Linked DNA regions of Sus scrofa: region 1 is linked to region 2. A link is a contact called in public HiChIP or PLAC-seq data. All regions are on one chromosome and are shown on one strand. The core of a region is the stretch at or near the end of the contact, and the rest is flanking DNA. Distances in the headings are between cores, read along the strand shown. Region 1 overlaps PRR5L (proline-rich protein 5-like). Region 2 has its middle 24 kb from the start of TRAF6.

What was found. HiChIP or PLAC-seq counts read pairs in DNA pulled down with a chosen protein or histone mark.
Region 1: a contact with region 2 is called in an H3K27ac HiChIP or PLAC-seq map of alveolar macrophages. The contact joins two enhancer-like sites. A contact is called at or near these places in 1 of 5 promoter capture datasets (liver), 30 of 47 Hi-C or Micro-C datasets (adipocytes, adipose tissue, alveolar macrophages and 15 more) and 2 of 2 datasets of contacts at active chromatin or transcription factors (alveolar macrophages and skeletal muscle).

What each region holds. Positions count from the first base shown.
Region 1 is chr2:24,750,562-24,754,459 of Sscrofa11.1, reverse strand. The region is part of intron 2 of PRR5L (proline-rich protein 5-like); the gene reads left to right. All of the region lies in intron 1 of LOC106507997 (a long non-coding RNA gene), which reads right to left. Among named protein-coding and RNA genes, the nearest start is that of PRR5L, 60 kb to the left of the region's middle. Within about 2 kb of position 1,754, at least 1 of the 83 cell types and tissues checked has an H3K27ac peak or open chromatin away from gene starts, as enhancers often do. A contact at or near this core is called in alveolar macrophages, where this site is marked.
Region 2 is chr2:24,630,114-24,633,752 of Sscrofa11.1, reverse strand. No RefSeq gene overlaps it. Among named protein-coding and RNA genes, the nearest start is that of TRAF6, 24 kb to the right of the region's middle. Within about 2 kb of position 2,157, at least 2 of the 83 cell types and tissues checked have an H3K27ac peak or open chromatin away from gene starts, as enhancers often do. A contact at or near this core is called in alveolar macrophages, where this site is marked.

The DNA of each region.
Region 1 (3,898 bases), core at 505-3,004, 120 kb before region 2:
ACGGCAACGCCGGATCCTTAACCCACTGAGCGAGCCAGGGATCGAACCTGTGTCCTCATGGATGCTAGTCAGATTCATTTCCTCTGAGCCACGATGGGAACTCCAAACCCAGAAAATCTCAAAATTTGGAGCTCTAGATCATTCCTCGAGAATGAAGTGATTACTCTTTTCCAAATAATCTTTAGAAAAGTGATTTGTTCCTTCATTCAACAAATATGTGTTGTTTACGTACTATGTGCCAGAAGGGAGGTCTTTAGAGAGATCAGAGTGAATGGGATGAGTTTAAAATGTTTATAGGCAAGATCAGGGATGACGTGAAAATGAATGACCGCCTCCAGGACTTAAAAGCCCCACGGGGGATGGGAGAAGGGAGAGAAGGCAGAAAAGAGACTGTCAGATGTGGATGGACAACCCGGAGAACATCCCGCTGCAGGAATTAGCCTAGGAATTGAGCTGCTGAGAGCATGGGCTTTGAAGTCAGATATGCCTGGGTCTGAATCTTGGCTTCCGCTGAGTAGGGCAAATTATTTTCTTAACTTCGGTTCCCTCATCTGCAGAATAGAGATGCTAACACTACTCTGCTCGTGATTGTTTAGAAGATTCAAGAAGATAATGCATGTAAAGCTTCTTAGCACAGAGCCTGGGACCTGGTGAACACTCAACCATCCCACAGAAGCTTCTCTAATCATCTTTCAGCTTATTTTAAACTTAGGAAGAAAAGTTGTGTTCTGGGTAAAACACACCCACTGCCACCAAAAAGAGAAAGAAGTCATTGGGACAGTTATTTTAGCTTCAGCCTTTTTTTTTTTGGCCTTTTTTGTCTTTTTAGGGTCGCATCCATGGCATATGGAAGTTCCCAGGCTAGGGGTCTAATCGGAGTTGTAGCCACTGGCCTACACCAGAGCCACAGCAATGCCAGATCTGAGCTGCGTCTGCAACCTACACTACAGCTCATGGCAACGCTGGATCCTTAACCCACTGAGCAAGGCGAGGGATTGAACCCGCAACCTCATGGTTCCTAGTCGGATTCACTTCCGCTGCACCACAACGGGAACTCCAACTTCAGCCTTTTGATTGCCCCTTATTTATGGCTTATTGGGGGTGTGTTGTGCCTGGTTTGAAGGTGTCTTATGAATATTACTAAATCCTTTATTTCTCATGTGCACAAGAGCAGGGAGAGTGTGGAACATGTTACTCAGAGACTTGCTCATAATGGAAATGAAAGTAGAAGTCATTGTTTAAAATTGAAAGCGAGAGGAAGAATTCTGCATGTGCCTTTGAGGCAAAGTGGGGGCAGTGGGGACCATCATGGGCAGAGAACTGAGCTTAACACATAGTAAGGACTCAAGAAATATCTTCCGTTGTCATCATCATCAAACTCACCATCATGTAGAACAAAGAGGGGATGATACAGTATGTGGAAAATGTTGAGCTTGCACACTCTACAGTTATTAGCAAGAAAAAATGAAGAGCAAAATGGAAAAAAAAATCTCAGGCGTTTCCATTGCAACTCAGCGGGTTAGGGACCCAACGTTGTCTCTGTGAAGATGTGGGTTCGATCCCTGGCCTGGCTCAGAGGGTTAAGGATCCGGCATTGCCTCAAGCTGCAGCGTAGGTCACAGATGTGGCTCAGATCTCGTGTTGCCATAGTTGTGGTGTAGGCCTGCAGCTGTGGCTCCTATTTGACCCCTAGCCCAGGAAGTGGCCACAAGTGTGGCTGTAAAAAAAAAAAAATCTTGAATAGGAGACTGGAACAGAGCATCAACCCCAGAAACCTCATGCAGATTTAGGAGCCAGCTAGGGATTGGAAAACGCAAGGGCTTAGCTTGCAGAAAGTGGAAAGTGCCACTTGGAGATTTTTGTTGCAAGCCATGGGTGTTGCATAATCTAAGTTCGTATGACTCCATTCCGCATTAAAATGAACCTTGGCTAGAGTTCCCTGGTGGCTCAGCAGGTTAAGGATCTGGTGTTGTTACTGCAGTGGCTTAGGTCACTGCTGAGGCAAGGGTTTGATCCCTGACCTGGGAGCTTCCACGTGCCTTGAGCATGGCCAAAAAATAAAAAGATTTAAAAAATAAAAAATAAAAAATAAAATGAACCTTGGGTGATTGGGGTGTGGATACCATAGATCTCTGAGATACTTATGGAGACCACCTGGGGAGGGAGTGCCAATTGCCTCTATAGATTTCCAGACTGATCTATTTTAAGGAACTATACCTGAGAGAGATGTATGACAGTAGCAAGGAGAACTAGAAACCTTAGAATGTCAACTAGTGCTTCTGCTTAGTGGGCACGCGAATGAATGTTGCAAACAAACCCTTCTCGGTCCCCTTAGATTCGCAAATCTTATACCAGCAATAGCAGCTCACATTTATTGAGGGTATAATATGTACCTGTCAGTGTTCTAAGCATACTTCATAGACTTTCACTGAAACTCTGCAAGCTGGGTATTGTCACGTTCCCAGTTTAGTGATCTGGAAGCTTTGGCACAAGGGATCCAGCCAGTCAGTTGTGCAAGATGTGAACCAGGCAGTCTGGCTCCAAAGCCCTTTTAACTACTAAACTTACAAATGGCTTTTTAAGACCTGACCTATTTTTAAGTATAAAAGCTTCTGTATTGTCACGATGACTATCGCTATGAGAGAAGCCCCGTCATTGACGTCAAAGAGAGTTACGACCAAGTCAAAGCCATTTGATTTAGAACAAGCACATCATTGACCCTTGGGTGGGTGGTTTCTGTAAAGCACTGGGATGGCAGCCAGACTGCAAGGGCTTCCAGGAGTCAAGGGAGGTGAGAAAAGGGAGGCCTTGATGTATAGATCACTTCCAGGAGTCTGCCAGTAATAGTGGAGAGAGACATAGAATTATCACTACAAGGAGCAGCTGGCCACGTGGAGCCTGTTTTTTTCTTCTCCCCATGGCGATGAATACACACTGGAGGGAAAGAAAAGGGGCTGGTGGAAGAGACGAGGATAAAGATGCAGAAATGGGGGGAAAGATGTCTCAAGCAGATATTGGGGAAGGGATAGTGCTTAGGGCACTAGCGGAGGGTTTGGCGTCCAGATGCATTTGGAAAAGATGTTTGGGAATTGACTTGATGATCCCCTGAGGAACTGGTAGTTAAATTTTTAGTAAGCTGGATCCACACTGTGCTGAAAGCCCACATTCTCCTGGTCTGGATGGTCCGTTATCTAACTGTTTGGATAACTGGGTGTGTGTCCCAGAGCTGCTGTTAGATAGCTCTTTGATCTTGGGGGAAAAAAAAAAAAGTCCTTTCTGGTCTCTGAGCCTCCATGTCCCTATCTTGTGAAGTGGTGGATTTGAACTCAAGAACCAGGGTCCTTTGCTCTTGCAGCAGTACTAACTTCTCATGGGAATAGAAGAAGTTCCTGCCATTTTAGGTGAAGGTTTAATGCCTCTGTTGTGCAGTTTTTGTCTTAGGGTGGGAGGGAGGCCAGCCTTCCTCCCCTCTGTGCTGGAGAGAGAGGTGATTTGACCAGAAGAGTTAATTAACACCTCTGTATTATATTTGCAAATGTGTGTAATGAAATGGACTACTTCATTACCAGGATTCTAAGGGCCTCCTTCCAAATGCTATGAAAAACATCTGTCTTTATTAGCTGTATATATAGCTGAACCTCAGCAACATCAGGCAATACTGCCCGTTTGTTGCTGGAAACTGATGTGTCGTCATTTGAATGTGCAAGTCCACCCACTGGGCATGGGCTGTGGATCTGCCTAAGAGCCTAGTTCTCAGGAAAGAGGATCAAACAGTGTATTTGTGTTAATAACCATCGGTTGTTAACAGCCTCTATCTGTAGAAGAAGAATTTGCCTTCACCCCCGGAACTATAAAATTCAGCTCAGCAAAATCGTAGAGTGCCTACTATGTGTCAGAC
Region 2 (3,639 bases), core at 908-3,407:
AAAGTTTAAAAAAATATTGAGGTTCGGGTGACACCCCTGGTTTTTCTATTTCAGTTAATGTTTCTTAATGGTCAAAGTTTAACTTCCTAGCTGGACAATTATTTCATAAAAATCAGAGGATATTTCTGATGTTTAAAAAATAAAGTGTTGAAATTTTTATATCAAAAAAAAGAATGGTGTTGAAAACCTTAGTCAACTTTTAAGATAAAGTTTTAAGAGAAATTATTAGAGAATGACCAGTTTGTAAGACAAATAACTACAGAGATGACACATCACTTATTTAAAAAGCAGGAAGTGATTATAGCTAGTGTCTAAAATAAATCCAAGGAAGTTACACATGAATTTTGAGTATCAGTTTTATCCTCCCTGTGAATTAACTGGGTCTTGTTTTTGAAAGAACTGCTCCAGCCTGAATTTTTTCACCCAGAGACGTGGAGTCGCACATTTCACGTTCTGCTGTCTTTATTCCCTGTAAAAAAGAATCACTAAAACTTGAAAATAAAGCAAAAGTTGGGCTGCATGTCCTTTCAAAGTCACACTCAGGAATTATTTAACGAGTTCACCTGCGGATTATTTAATTTTATGGGAGAATGTATCTGTGTTTGACTTTGCTATTTATTATGTGATAGTAGCCCAGATACTGCAAAGTTCCATGTTAATCTGTATCTTTCTATCTGGTAGGAATGATAACCCTAAAGGTTACGGCTTAATAGCTTGTAGGACATTAACTGGTTTCTGCTGTAACCTAGCAATCATATTCTAACATTCCTTGGTTTTGAAAATGCTTTTCCTAGTGGATTATATAAACTCTTTTTTTTTCCAAATGTTTTTGGAATCTGCTTTACCATCTAATGGTTCCATCATAAATTAATGAACTGAGCAAAACCTTTAACACACACCCATTCTATATTTGAATGAGCGCCATGACTTTACCATTTTAACAATTACACTCTGATTTAGCTAACAGACCCCAGATCATTTTCCCCTCCCTTCTTCTGTGAGAGTCACCTAGGGACCCTACAGAATGCAGATTCTCACAGAAACTGATGCAGGGACATAAAGAACAGACTTGTGGTTGCCAATGGGGGGTTAGGGACAGGGATAGATTGGGAGTTTGGGGTTAGGGGACAAAAACTATTACATTTAGAAAGGATAAACAACATATAGCACAAGGAATGCTATCCAATCTCCTGGGATACACTACGATGGAAAAGAATATGAAAAAGAATGACACAAACTGAGTCACTTTGTTGTACAGCAGAAATTGGCACAACACTGTAAATCAACTACAATTTTTAAAAAAATTAAAAGAAATGCAGATTCTCCAGCCTACCACTCAAAAAATCTAATTCCACACATTTGGCGAGGGCCAAATCATATGTTTTTTTTTTTTTTTTTTTTGGCCACACAACACATGGACGTTCCCAGGCCAGGGATCAAACCCATGTCGCAGTAACAATCCAAGCCACTGCAGTGACGACTGCCAGGTCCTTAATGCGCTGCACCACAAGGGAACTCTGAACAATGTGCATTTTAAGAAGCACCCCAAGAGATTTTGAGGCTTGAGACACCTTGAGAAAGCCCCCCAGTGAACTGCGTGGCAGTGATGGCCCTAATACCGACTTGCCTCTCACTGTTCACTGTGGATAGACATGACTGGGGTTAAACCTGAGGCCTTGGGATGAACTAGGGTGCAAAAGTCCATTTTCCTAAACTTCAACTTGGAGATGGTGGTCAATCTCAAATGTTCATCCACCCACTGGCTGTATCAGAACAGGGGAGCTGACGTGACTGGGAATCTGAATATACTGGTTGAACCTCAAGAAACTGCTGATACTTAACCCTTTACTGACCTTACAAAAATGGCTACTTGCTGTGGTTCGACAATAGTTCCTCAGGCATTTCTAATTTGAAGCTAATTTGGGAATCAACTTGCGAATATGATAGTTGGGACGTGGACATTCCGATATCAGGGGAAAATGCTTCATAGCCTTCATCAGACCCAAAGCAAAACAAATTAAAGAATCTCTTCTCCAAAAAATGCACGAAGTACAACTTTATGCCTATAATCTAAGGGGATTTATGGACACCTTAAAACTTCAAGGATTCCAGGCTAACTCCATCTTACAAATTTCTTTCTGAAGGTTGCATTCTTTATGAATGAAGCTTTGCTGCCCCCTGCTGCCAAATGATTGTTTAGCTGGGTTTGCTCTGCTCATGCCTGACTTTGAACCTGCAATTTTGGAAGAGCTAAAACAAGCAAGCTGTCACCTCACACAAATTGGAACAGTCCAATCTGTGCAGGAATGGGCACCACAGGTCTATTTATTTATAATTCATGTGCTGCAATGAACTGTTGTTAGTGCAGGGTGTAGGGGAATTTTGTGCTTTGATAAACACTATGCATTATCTAGTTTAGAGGACAGCCTTGGGTTACTGGATTCTCACTCTCAGGAAGCTACTTTACAGCTCTGTCCTATAGATACTGAAAGCAATGCAAAATAATTCTTGTTTCTGGAAACAAAAATTATGTCCTGGGGGAGAGGATTGCTTGACTTTCCTCTTCTAGCAAGTAGATTCTTGTTTTTCCTCCATTTGGACATTCATGTAAATATTCTTGGTCTCTAAGTGTGTCTGTCCTTTGGATTCTCCAGGTTACAGCATCTGCCGGGTTCCCTCATTAAGAGTTAAATAAAATAGCACACACTCATTTGCTATCTGTATGAGAGCCATAATTTGACTCTTCTTTGAAAATTCTCCTTTAATGAAGTCCAGGATCATAGTAGAGATCTCTGATTCCTTTCCTTGAAAGCTCATAGTCCAATTAAGAAGAAAATGTCCCCAGTAATTCTCTGAGGTATTAGGAAATCTCCGTCCCTCTTCTCCCCATACCCTACCTGCCTCATTCAAGTAGCACACTACCTCTTTGCCTCAGGGGAGATAGATGGCAAAAGCCAAATCAAACAAGAGTTTGTAAATTGTTCTGGATTTTTTTTTTTTTTTTTGTCTTTTTAGGACCAAATCCACAGCACGTGGAAGTTCCCAGGCTAGGGGTTGAATCTGAGCTGCAGCTGCTGGCCTGCACCACAGCCACAGCAACACCAGATCCGAGCCAGGTCTGCGACCTACACGATAGCTCATGGCAATGCCAGATCCTTAACCCACTGAGTGAGGCCAGGGATCGAACCTGCATCCTCATGGATGCTAGTTGGGTACGTTACCACTGAGCCACAATGGGGACTCCTGGATCTTGTTTTACTAGCCCTTCAGTCCATAGAAGAATTCAGAGGAGCAGTGGAACCGGAGCTTTCCTTTAATAAAACTGACTACCTCAGGCTGAGTCAAGGAGAGAGAGGCAAGAACATCAGGAACAGCCAAGAGGCAAGACTGTGAGTGGGCAGGGGTGGGTGGGGTGGTGGCGTGAGGTGGGGGATGGGGCTGGAGCCCAGACTGGGTGGAACAAGAGCAAGGCACAGTCTGGAAGGCCCCACTAACCCCAGTGGACACTTGACTGTGTGTGTATGTGTACTTGGCCTCTAGCCTTCTGGGCTACTTTAAATCCTCAGATCTTGACTCTGGAGGCAAGGCATTGTGATAAACCCATTTGTGCTCTGGGGACTATATTTTATAAGTGAAAAA